2 separate regions of the Mus musculus genome follow, and region 1 is linked to region 2. A link is a contact called in public promoter capture Hi-C data. All regions are on one chromosome and are shown on one strand. The core of a region is the stretch at or near the end of the contact, and the rest is flanking DNA. Distances in the headings are between cores, read along the strand shown. Region 1 holds the start of Tbccd1 (TBCC domain containing 1). Region 2 holds the start of Psmd2 (proteasome (prosome, macropain) 26S subunit, non-ATPase, 2).

The links. Promoter capture Hi-C pulls out the DNA fragments that hold promoters and counts their contacts.
Region 1: a promoter capture Hi-C map of erythroid cells shows a contact between it and region 2, with 9 times the contacts expected there. The contact joins the promoter of Tbccd1 here to the promoter of Psmd2 in region 2. A contact is called at or near these places in 2 of 39 promoter capture datasets (erythroid cells and liver).

Annotation. Positions count from the first base shown.
Region 1 is chr16:22,854,977-22,859,898 of GRCm38.p6, forward strand. It overlaps Tbccd1 (TBCC domain containing 1), which reads right to left and starts at 2,693. Exons shown (of 8, transcript NM_001081368.2): 1 at 2,369-2,693. Dnajb11 (DnaJ heat shock protein family (Hsp40) member B11) reads left to right here and starts at 2,869. Exons shown (of 10, transcript NM_001190804.1): 1 at 2,869-3,133. The coding sequence starts at 3,066.
Region 2 is chr16:20,649,503-20,654,513 of GRCm38.p6, forward strand. It overlaps Psmd2 (proteasome (prosome, macropain) 26S subunit, non-ATPase, 2), which reads left to right and starts at 2,150. Exons shown (of 21, transcript NM_134101.2): 1 at 2,150-2,349; 2 at 2,742-2,798; 3 at 3,091-3,255. The coding sequence starts at 2,215.

The sequences.
Region 1 (4,922 bases), core at 1,443-3,942, 2.2 Mb after region 2:
CAGACCACCCAATTATATAAAACAGATACTACTATAAATAGAGACAGATAGGATTGATTGAGAAGATGGCTCAGAAGTTAAGAGCACTGGCTGTTCTTACAAAGGACCCAAATTAATTCCCAGCACCCACGTGGCAGCTCACAACTGCCTGTAGCTCCTGTTTCAGGGGGTCTGACTCCCTCACAGACATATATGCAGGCAAAATACCAATGCACATAAAATAAAAATAAACTTTTAAAAAGTAAATATTCTATAAAAGAAAGACAGAGAATAGATGTGGACACAGATTAGCTCTAGCACAATAATGGAAGAGTTAAAGACCCCACTCTTGTCAGTACACAGGCTATCCTGACAACAAATAAACAGCAGAATTCAACAGCATCCTACATCACATAGACCTACCAGACCATCTACAAACACCCCCAGTCTTCTCAATATCTCATAGAACATGTAAGATGCAGCACATAACAACACACAAAGCAAGCCTTAACAAACACAGGAAAAATGAAATAATCTCATTATGTAATCTGTCATCAATAGACTAAAACTAGAAACCTCCTCGAGAGGAACTATAGAACACACACTAACTCATCAACTTCAATTCCAAGGGATTCTCCATCCTCTTCTGGCCTTTTTGAGCAAAAAGGCATGCACTCACTAGGTTACATGTAGGCAAAGCACCTGTCTTAGTCAGGGTTTTACTGCTGTGAACAGACACCATGACCAAGGCAAGTCTTATAAAAACAACATTTAATTGGGGCTGGCTTACAGGTTCAGAGGTTCAGTCCATTATCATCAAGGTGGGAGCATGGCAGTATCCAGGCAGGCATGGTGCAGGCAGAGCTGAGAGTTCTACGTCTTCATCCAAAGGCTGCTAGTGGAAGACTGACTTCCAGGCAACTAGAGTGAGGATCTTATACCCACACCCACAATGACACACCCATTCCAACCAAGTCACACCTATTCCAACAAGGCCACACCTTCAGATGGTGCCACTCCCTGGTCCAAGGCTATACAAACCATCACAGCACCCATGAACATCAAAATAAACCTTTTTCTTTCTCATTGAGGTTTTGGCAAAACATCAATGTTTGTTCCAGCACTATTCACAATAGCTAACTTACAGGATGGACTTAGGAGTTCAACAAGAGAATAAAGAAAATGTGGCTTATGTACAATGTTTTCTTCCAAACCATAGAAAATGCAGCTATAGGATACAAAAGATGGCTTAACCATTAAAGGTTAGGCTCACAAGCAAAAATTTAGGAATGCAATTTTGTTGTATACAGGAAAATGGATATAACTGGAGATAACTATCTTGTCTAGATGACTATCTTGTCTCAGAGAAACAAATACATGTTTTATCTCAATGTGTGGCTCCTAGATTTTATATAGGTACTTAAAATCACATATGTGTATATGGCAATGCCAAATCACCTAGAGAAACAAAAGGAATAACAGCACAGAGAGAAAAAGGTAAAAATATATACATTATACAGTTTGACTATACAAGAAAGTACCATATACAATGACTATACACAATGAAACATTTTTAAAAGGAAGGGAGTTGATTATTCTGGAACATGCTACGATATTTAATAGGTGAGGATATATATCATTAAATTAGACAGCTTTGTAAGTTACCATAGACTTGGCCTTTTACTTTGAGTGCAATGAAAAGCCACTAAAGGTTTTAAGCAGGAGAGGATGATTTGACATAGTTTTTAAAAAGCGGGAGTGCGCTGGGGATAGTTCAGTCCATAAAGCTTGCCACTTACTTGCCATACAAACAGGGGGTCTTGAATTCCGCCCATTGTAGCAACTGCAACAACAACGTCCTGGATTCCCAGCACTCAAGAGACAGAGACGGTTCTCGAGCTCCTGGGTCCACCAGCCTAGTCTAATCTGTGATCTCCAGGTTCCCTAGTGCGCTCCCGAGTGCACACAATCATAGGGTGGAGAGCAGAGGAACTTTAAAATAGTGTATCAAGATATGAAGTTTGGAGGCAGGGAGATCGGTTATGAGACCTTTGCAAGCAGGAGATAATTATGACTCAGAGGTGGAGCTATAGTGGACAAGCACACATTACGGTTCACTGATAAAAATCTGAATAGGTTATGCAGGAAGCTAAGCTGAGAAGCTGTCCTAAACAACTAGTTGTCTGAGGTAAACAAAACTGGAGAAAAGAGCAACCGATGAACAAGCTCTAGTGCCTTTTATTGATTGCATGCTTGCTGTGTGCAATTCTGCTAGGAAACTTGCAGGAAAAAAAAAAGTTTAATTAATTCCCAACACTGCCAGAGAACGCTTTGCCTTAGTTCTGTAGAAAACAGGTTCGAAAGTGGGGTGGAGATGGGGCTGCCTCACCGCTACGGAGTGCTGGAAGCCGAATCTTAACTTAAGTCGGTCTCTATGGCGGCGTCTCTACAAGGTACCAGGTCCCTCTTTTCCACGGTAGCGAGACTGTAATAAGTTAGTACTGGGAGAGCCTATCCCCAGGCAAGACGCCCCACGTACTTTGACACCTCCTGGGGTTGCACTTCGGTGAGCGCTCGCAAGTCACGTGTGCACATGGCGTAGCTTCCAGACTGGTAGTAAGACCTCTCTCAAGCAATTGGTCGGAATCGGGAAGGAGCCTCGCGATTGGTGGACATTCGGGTTTCCTACAGCAGCGCGCTCTTTCTCGGCTCCTAACTCTCTCCGGTTCTCAGCCGCTTCCGGGCGGCGCGAACCTCTGACGTTTTCTCTTCCCATTGGCCGGCGGACACGACGGCTGTTCTGCTGTCTGATTGGCTTCCCGCGCCGCCTCGGAGGTGAAGTGTACCGCGCTGATTGGCTGCGGAGTGGCGGCCGCGTGTGATGTCCCCGGCGGCGATTGGCCCACGCCTGGCTGCTCGCCGGCTCTGGGGCTCCCGGAAGGTGGCAGCTGAGGAAGGGGCGCGCTACCTGTCTCCGCGGCCGGGCAAGAGAGAGACCCCGGCGTGAGGCGGCCTCCCTGGGCCGGAAGGGCTGGTCAGCCGACGCAGCGGCACCGGAGGCTGAGAGGGTAGGACCAGGGGACGCCATGGCCCCGCAGAACCTGAGCACCTTCTGCCTGTTGCTGCTGTACCTCATCGGGACTGTGATCGCCGGGTGAGGAAGGGGGCTCCCGCGCGTGCAGCAAGAGGCCGAGGGGCGGCCCTTGCTGAGAAGGACGCGGGTGACATCGAGGAGTGAGGGAGGGGCACTGCCGGGTCGAGGGACAAGGGGGTAGTGTGGGCCAGGCTGGCGGTGCAGGGCCAGGTTTCCCCCAGGAAGAGCGGGGGTTGGTTGCAGAGCCAAATACCACGTTTGGGGATTGGAGGGAGTTAAGTGGCTGTGAGCAGAAGAAGGGAGGCGGACGTCTGAGGGATGAGGCTCTTGATGGAAATGAAGGAAGCGAGTGTCAAGCTGGGGTTGAGATTATAGATACGTCCTTGACGTCTGAGTTCCAGAGTGGGACTGTGGGTTACCCAGTTTGCAACAAGCCTCCAAAAGGCTGACACTAAAGTGGGTGGGCCATGATGCCATGTCAAATGAGGAGAGCAAGAAAGGAAGCCAAGCTCAGACTGAAGAAAGTTGGCTTGAGAGAGCAGCAAGACACTTTAGAGAGACCTTGTACTTCCCACCTTCTTGGGCTAACGAACCTGAACTGTCTTCTTGCCTCGCTGCCTCTCACCATGGTTCCTTCCTGAGCTGGATGGTCTGAGTGACAACAGTTCTCTAACAGGCGATAAAAACTGGGATTCTAGTCTCATGCCACTCTTAGGAATCCTACAAGCTTGAAGGAACTGTGTCAAGTTCCTGAAATCAGGGATAACTGTGCCAACTTTCAGGGAGAAAGAGCAGGCTTAAAGTTTCTCCCAGCATTTAAATGCATGCACGACCCTATAGATGTGGTGACTTAGGATATGGTATGTTGGACTTGTGTTCTAGAATGCCTTCACCCTCAATCCCTTCTTTGGGCTGATGAAAATAGGTGGGTCAGAACTCAAGGTCATTTTCAGCTATCGACTGAGTTCCAGATTTGCCTGGCCTATATCACATGCTATTTCAAATATATACATAACTGCAAAAATAAAAACACACCAAAAGCTCATAGATGTCAGATTTTGACAATTTATAGGTTGTTCATAATGGGAAACTCACTGCTTAGCATAGCTTTTAAAGTTATTTTCTTTATTTTGTTTTGTTTTGTTTGCTTTAATCTTATCATTTCTTCTTTGTGACATACTTTAAATTTCTCAAAGTTGACATTTCTTACATACACTTTATTGTTTTGTTCTTGTTTGATTAAGCCACGGAGTACCCAAGGTACATCAACATACGATTTTGCATGTAGGAGTTGAGGTATGCTGGTCTCCAACTCAATATGTAGCTGAAGGCAGCGTTGAACTCCCTCCTGATCCTTCAGTCGTCACTTCCCAAGTGTTAGACTTGCAGGCATGAACGACCATTCCTGGAAAATACTAATATTGTTAATACTATAGTCACTCATAAAGCAGCCTCTGGGGAAATAATGCTGACACTCAACTATATCAGCCCCCCCCCCCTTTTTCTTTCTTGTATTTTTCTGAGCTATCATTTAACCTTTTCACTCTTAAATCTTTCATTATTCTCTGACAGTTTCATATACACACATATACCTACCCACAACTCCTTGCTCCCCCCACACATATACTTGCCCTGGGCACACCCCAATATGTTCCCGTCCTAACTTCATGTACCTCTCTGAGTCCGGTTAGTTAGTGCTGCCTTCTCACATGGTGACTATTTGTATTGGCTTGCTCAGGTAGGTCTTGTTCAGGTAACCATATCTTGAGTGAATTCATGAATACCATTTGCAGAAGACAAAATTTGACAACACTCCTTCCCACCCTCTGTGTTTACATTCTTTCTGTAC
Region 2 (5,011 bases), core at 900-3,399:
GATGGAATACCAACTTGGAGGATATTCAGAAATGTGAAACGTGTAGGATGATCAAATTATAAATGGTAGGGTCATAATATAATCCCTACCTGGTTATCAGTGAATATATTGTCTGCTGTCATTTCTAAAGTTAACAGTAAAAATCTCCACAAAACACTTGTCTTTTGGGAAAATATCACATACAAAAAATAGCGACTGACCCAATATCATTATGTAGCTTTAATGGCAATCTTAGTTGGCTAGATTTATAGTACTTAGCAGGAATTCCCTCCTGCTGAGCAGGACTCAAGTCCAATTAGGTGGTTGTTGGTTACCCTCAAAATAAAGTGACGTTGTTGCAGCTTTGGGAGTGTTACACTGAGCTGGTCATTCTGATTTATACGATTTACAGCTGGCTAGGACTATTGATTGCTCTTCTCTTTGGCAGCTTACAGAGCGCCTTAAGACATTGTGAGAGCCAGACCTCAGGGAAGAGGCCTCCAGGTCAGTTCCACTCAATTCCTTAGCAACAAAGCCTTACCTTCAAGTTCTGGTAGGCAACCAAGGACAACAGCAATAGCTTATATTGTTTTAGGAGTCTCTCGGACCCTCCTGACCAACAACTCTGAGGAAGGTTTTCTATGCCTGGCCCTGAGATTGTGTTAGTCGTTGGCTCTTGAGGGGAGCATTATCACCCCAAGTGGTGTAAAAAGTTAGACACTATTAAAACTTTCAACAGGGTCTCATTGTGTAGTTCCTGGCTTGCTTAGAACTCACTCTGTAGACCAGGCTAGCCTTGAACACACAGAGATCCACCTGCCTTTGCCTCCTTATTTAATCCCAAATATTGGGATTGAAAGTATGGGCCACGATGCCTGGCTCATTTCTTTCTTTCTGTCTGTCTTTCTTTCTTTTCTTTTTTTTTTTTTTTTGTTTTTTTTTGAGACAGGGTTTTTCTGTGTCCTGGAACTCACTCTGTAGACCAGGCTGGACTCAGAAATCTGCCTGCCTCTGCCTCCCAAGTGCTGGGATTATAGGTGTGCGCCACCACTGCCCAGCTCATTTCATTCTTTAAGTGTTCTTACAAGAGAAACTTTTTGTACTTCACATAGGCAGAAAACAGACTTAATTTAGGTAGCTTACCAAAACCACACTGCTGGTGCATGGCAGGATTTGTTTCTAATATCATGTTTTGAAAGTTTGAGTTTCCCACATTTTTCCAAGTTTTTATTTCAAAACAATGTATTCCTACAAAATAACTTGAAATATATCCCAACAGCTTTTCATATCCTCTTCATCTGGACTCATCAGCTTCTTGATAAACCTTTTAGGGCACAATTTCCAATTCATCTCCAACATACTAATTGGTATGTGACTGTTGATTATATATATATATATATATACATATACACACATATATACATATACACACATATGTATACATGAAATATACATACTAAATATTTATATACCATACATATGGTATGTGCCTGATATATGTATGCATGTATGTACGTATGTATGTATTCTTATCTGTGATAGAAGTCATAGAAACAGAAACCGGTAGACATTTCCTACAGAGGACTATACGGCTATAGAACAGGCAGAGCAGCAATGGGCTGTTCAATCTCTCTCCAAAGGCTGAAGAAGTCATTGGCAGTGGAAATGGATGGTTATGCCTAGAATCCAAGATCTACACGCATCAGCAGCTCATGTCTGTAATGAAGTTATTCTCTGCTAGAAAGTAAGTTCGAGGCTAACCTGGGATAATAAATAAGTAAATTTCATCTTCACTTTGGGGGAAATGGTTTGCGGTTACTATTCCACAGTAGTAGTGGCATAATTACACCGAAGTCACACAGACTCGGTCAAGACTTGAAGAGTTTTGAGCTCATAGAAATCTCCTACAGAGGACTAAAGCAAGCATGAACATGTATGGACGTCCTGTCTTCAGGATGACCTTCTCATCGTACCATGCATCCAGTTGTGGTGAAGCTACAGGATCGGAGAGCTAGGCATCTCTGCAGTCAGACCACCCTTGCACGCACAGAGACACCCTAACTCAACAGTAGCCGTTCGGGCTGGAAGCCGGAACAGTAATTCCCGTCCTGCTCCAGAGGGCGGGACTCGGGATCCGCAGGGCGCTTCCGGTCTGGAGGACAACGCGCGTGGCCTTCTGGGAAAAGGGGCGGTGCGAGCAGGTGCGCGCGCAGCAGGCCGGCAGTAGTGGCGGAGATGGAGGAGGGTGGACGAGACAAGACACCCGTGCAGTCCCAACAGCCCTCCGCGACAACCCCCAGCGGCGCGGACGAGAAGTCGAGTGGCAAGGAGCGAAGGGATGCCGGGGAAAAAGACAAAGAGCAGGAGCTGGTGAGGCGCAGCCTGGGGAGCCCGAGGAGGAGGCCTTGGGCTGAGTCACTGCTGGCTCGAAGGCCTCGGGCCCGACTCCGTACTGCCCACCGCACCGGGGAGACTCAGGATGGGGCGACCCTTTCTTTATACCCTGCCCGCCCCATTACGCACTGTCACTCCCTGAGGCCCTCACCATCACATCGCGGTTCTTTGGTTATTTCCTAGAATGGCTTCCAAGCAGAGTCTGCCTGGTTCCTAAGGTAGACAGCCTTTCCTATAGGGCTGCTTCCCTATCCCACGCCCTCTTCTTGTCCATAGACATTCACACTCTTCACCTGTCCCGGGGTAAGTGGGAGGAGAATGTGATTCGGGTCCCCACTTTTGATGAGCTTCTTCCCCTAACCCTCCAGTCTGAGGAGGACAAACAGCTTCAAGATGAACTGGAGATGCTCGTGGAGCGACTCGGGGTGAGTCAAGATGTTACTACAGGGGGAGTATAGTTGATGTTTCTCATTTGTTTACTCTATTTCATTTTGAGGCAACAATTAGATACCACATATTAGATATTACGATAATTTGAGGGAAGAGTTACAAAGGGTATTTAAATGGGGTCATGGGTCTCAGGTCATTTACAGGGGTTGAGGCATCATGAAATAGGAGCCAGTTATGTCTTTGACCAAAGCATTGGTTAAGTATGTATGGGTCGTGATGTGGAGAAATGTGACTCCTTTTGGTCTGAGCATTAACATCCCCTATTAGGAGAAAGATACATCTCTATATCGACCAGCTCTGGAGGAACTGAGAAGACAAATTCGTTCTTCTACAACTTCCATGACTTCAGTACCCAAGCCTCTCAAATTTCTGCGTCCACACTATGGCAAATTGAAGGAAATCTATGAGAACATGGCCCCTGGGGAGAATAAGGTAATTCAGAATATGGCTGGGACCTGTCCAGTTGAATAATTCCTTTTTTAATGCTAAGTCACTGAAAGCCTAGTGGACCCCATCTAGCTGGAAAGTTCATCACAGTGAGACTGATTCTCCAGTGGAAAGCCTGAGAATGCTTCTCAGCTCCTTAGAAGTTTCTGCTTCATTATATCTTAAGATTTTCTTAGCACGATGTGTTTCTGACTTAATTTAAAATTTTTATAGTGTGTGCATATATGTGTGTGCCTGAATGCATGTGCTTGTATGCATGTGCATATGCATAAGTGTCACGCCTATGCATGCCTAAAGACCCTCGGTCTTTATAGTTGGTTTTGGGATGTCTTTTTGATTTTGGTTTTTGGAGGTTTTTGGGATGTCTTAATAGGTGCTGGGATTTGAACTCTGATCTTCATGAGCGTGCAGGAAGTCCTCCTAAGTGTTGATCCTTTTCTCCAGCCCCTCTAGCTGACCTCAAACTCGGCTGTGTGGCCTAGACGGAACTTTATTTTATGACCTTCCTCCTCCTCCTGCCTCTATCTGGAGTGCTGGGGTTAGAGGCATAAGCCAGTATGCCTGGCTTTCTAAGGCTTATATTTAATGTCCCTTCTCTCTCTTCTGTCCCATGTACATTCATCCCTTTTATGTCTTTTTTTTTTAAGATTTATTTATTATTATATCTAAGTACACTGTAGCTGTCTCCAGATGCACCAGAAGAGGGCGTCAGATCTCATTACGGATGGTTGTGAGCCCCTTTTATGTCTTAAAAACCCTCAGTTGAGTCACATTTGTCCTGTTGGTGCAACTGTGACCCAGAAGTCTTTACTTTGCAGTGTATTTTGAGTAGCCTCCTAATTGGCTTGCTTTTGTCCTTGACTCCCACATCATCTGCCTATCATACTGCAGTTACAGTGATCTTTCTAGATCATTTAATTTATAGTTATTTAGGTAGAATATTTAAATTATAAATAAATAATAGTAGATAAAAGTAATATTTTTTTAATAAAATTAAAATTCAGTTTTGTATTTATGTGGATGAATGTTTTGCCTCCGTACCTGTATGTATGTATGTATGTGTATCCTGTGCGTGTGATGTCTGCACAGGCCAGAGGCTGGGAACATGTTCCCTGGAACTGGAGTTAGGCTGTTGTGAACACCACGTGGGTACTGGGAACTGAAGTCAGGTCATCTGCAAGAGCAGCATGTTTTTGTAACTGTTGAGCCTGTTTTTCAGACCCCTAGATTATGCTGCTATTATTATTACCACCTTTTAGTAGTTTATTATTGCAATTAAAATTTATGCTGGGTGGGTCTAGAATGTTGAGGCCAAACTAGGCAATATGATGTAATGAGACTGTGGTGTAATGGGAAACACACTACAACCCAAACCCAGATGCATCTGGCTTTTTTTTTTTTTTTTTTTTTTTTTTTGGTTTTTCGAGACAGAGTTTCTCTGTATAACTCTGGCTGTCCTAGAACTCATCTGTAGACCAGGCTGGCCTCGGACTCAGAAATCCACCTGCCTCTGCCTCCCGAGTGCTGGGATTAAAGGCGTGCGCCACCACTGCCCGGCAGAAGCATCTTTCTTTGATTCCCCCATTGTTTATTACTCTTGAGTTAGGTTAGCTTCAGAGGGAGCTAGCAACACCAACTTTAGGGTTTTTTTTTTTTTTTTTTTTTGAGGCTTAGCATGGAACTTTTCTGTATAGAGACTAGTATATATTGAATTTTATAGGTGAATTTTGTGGACAGTAAT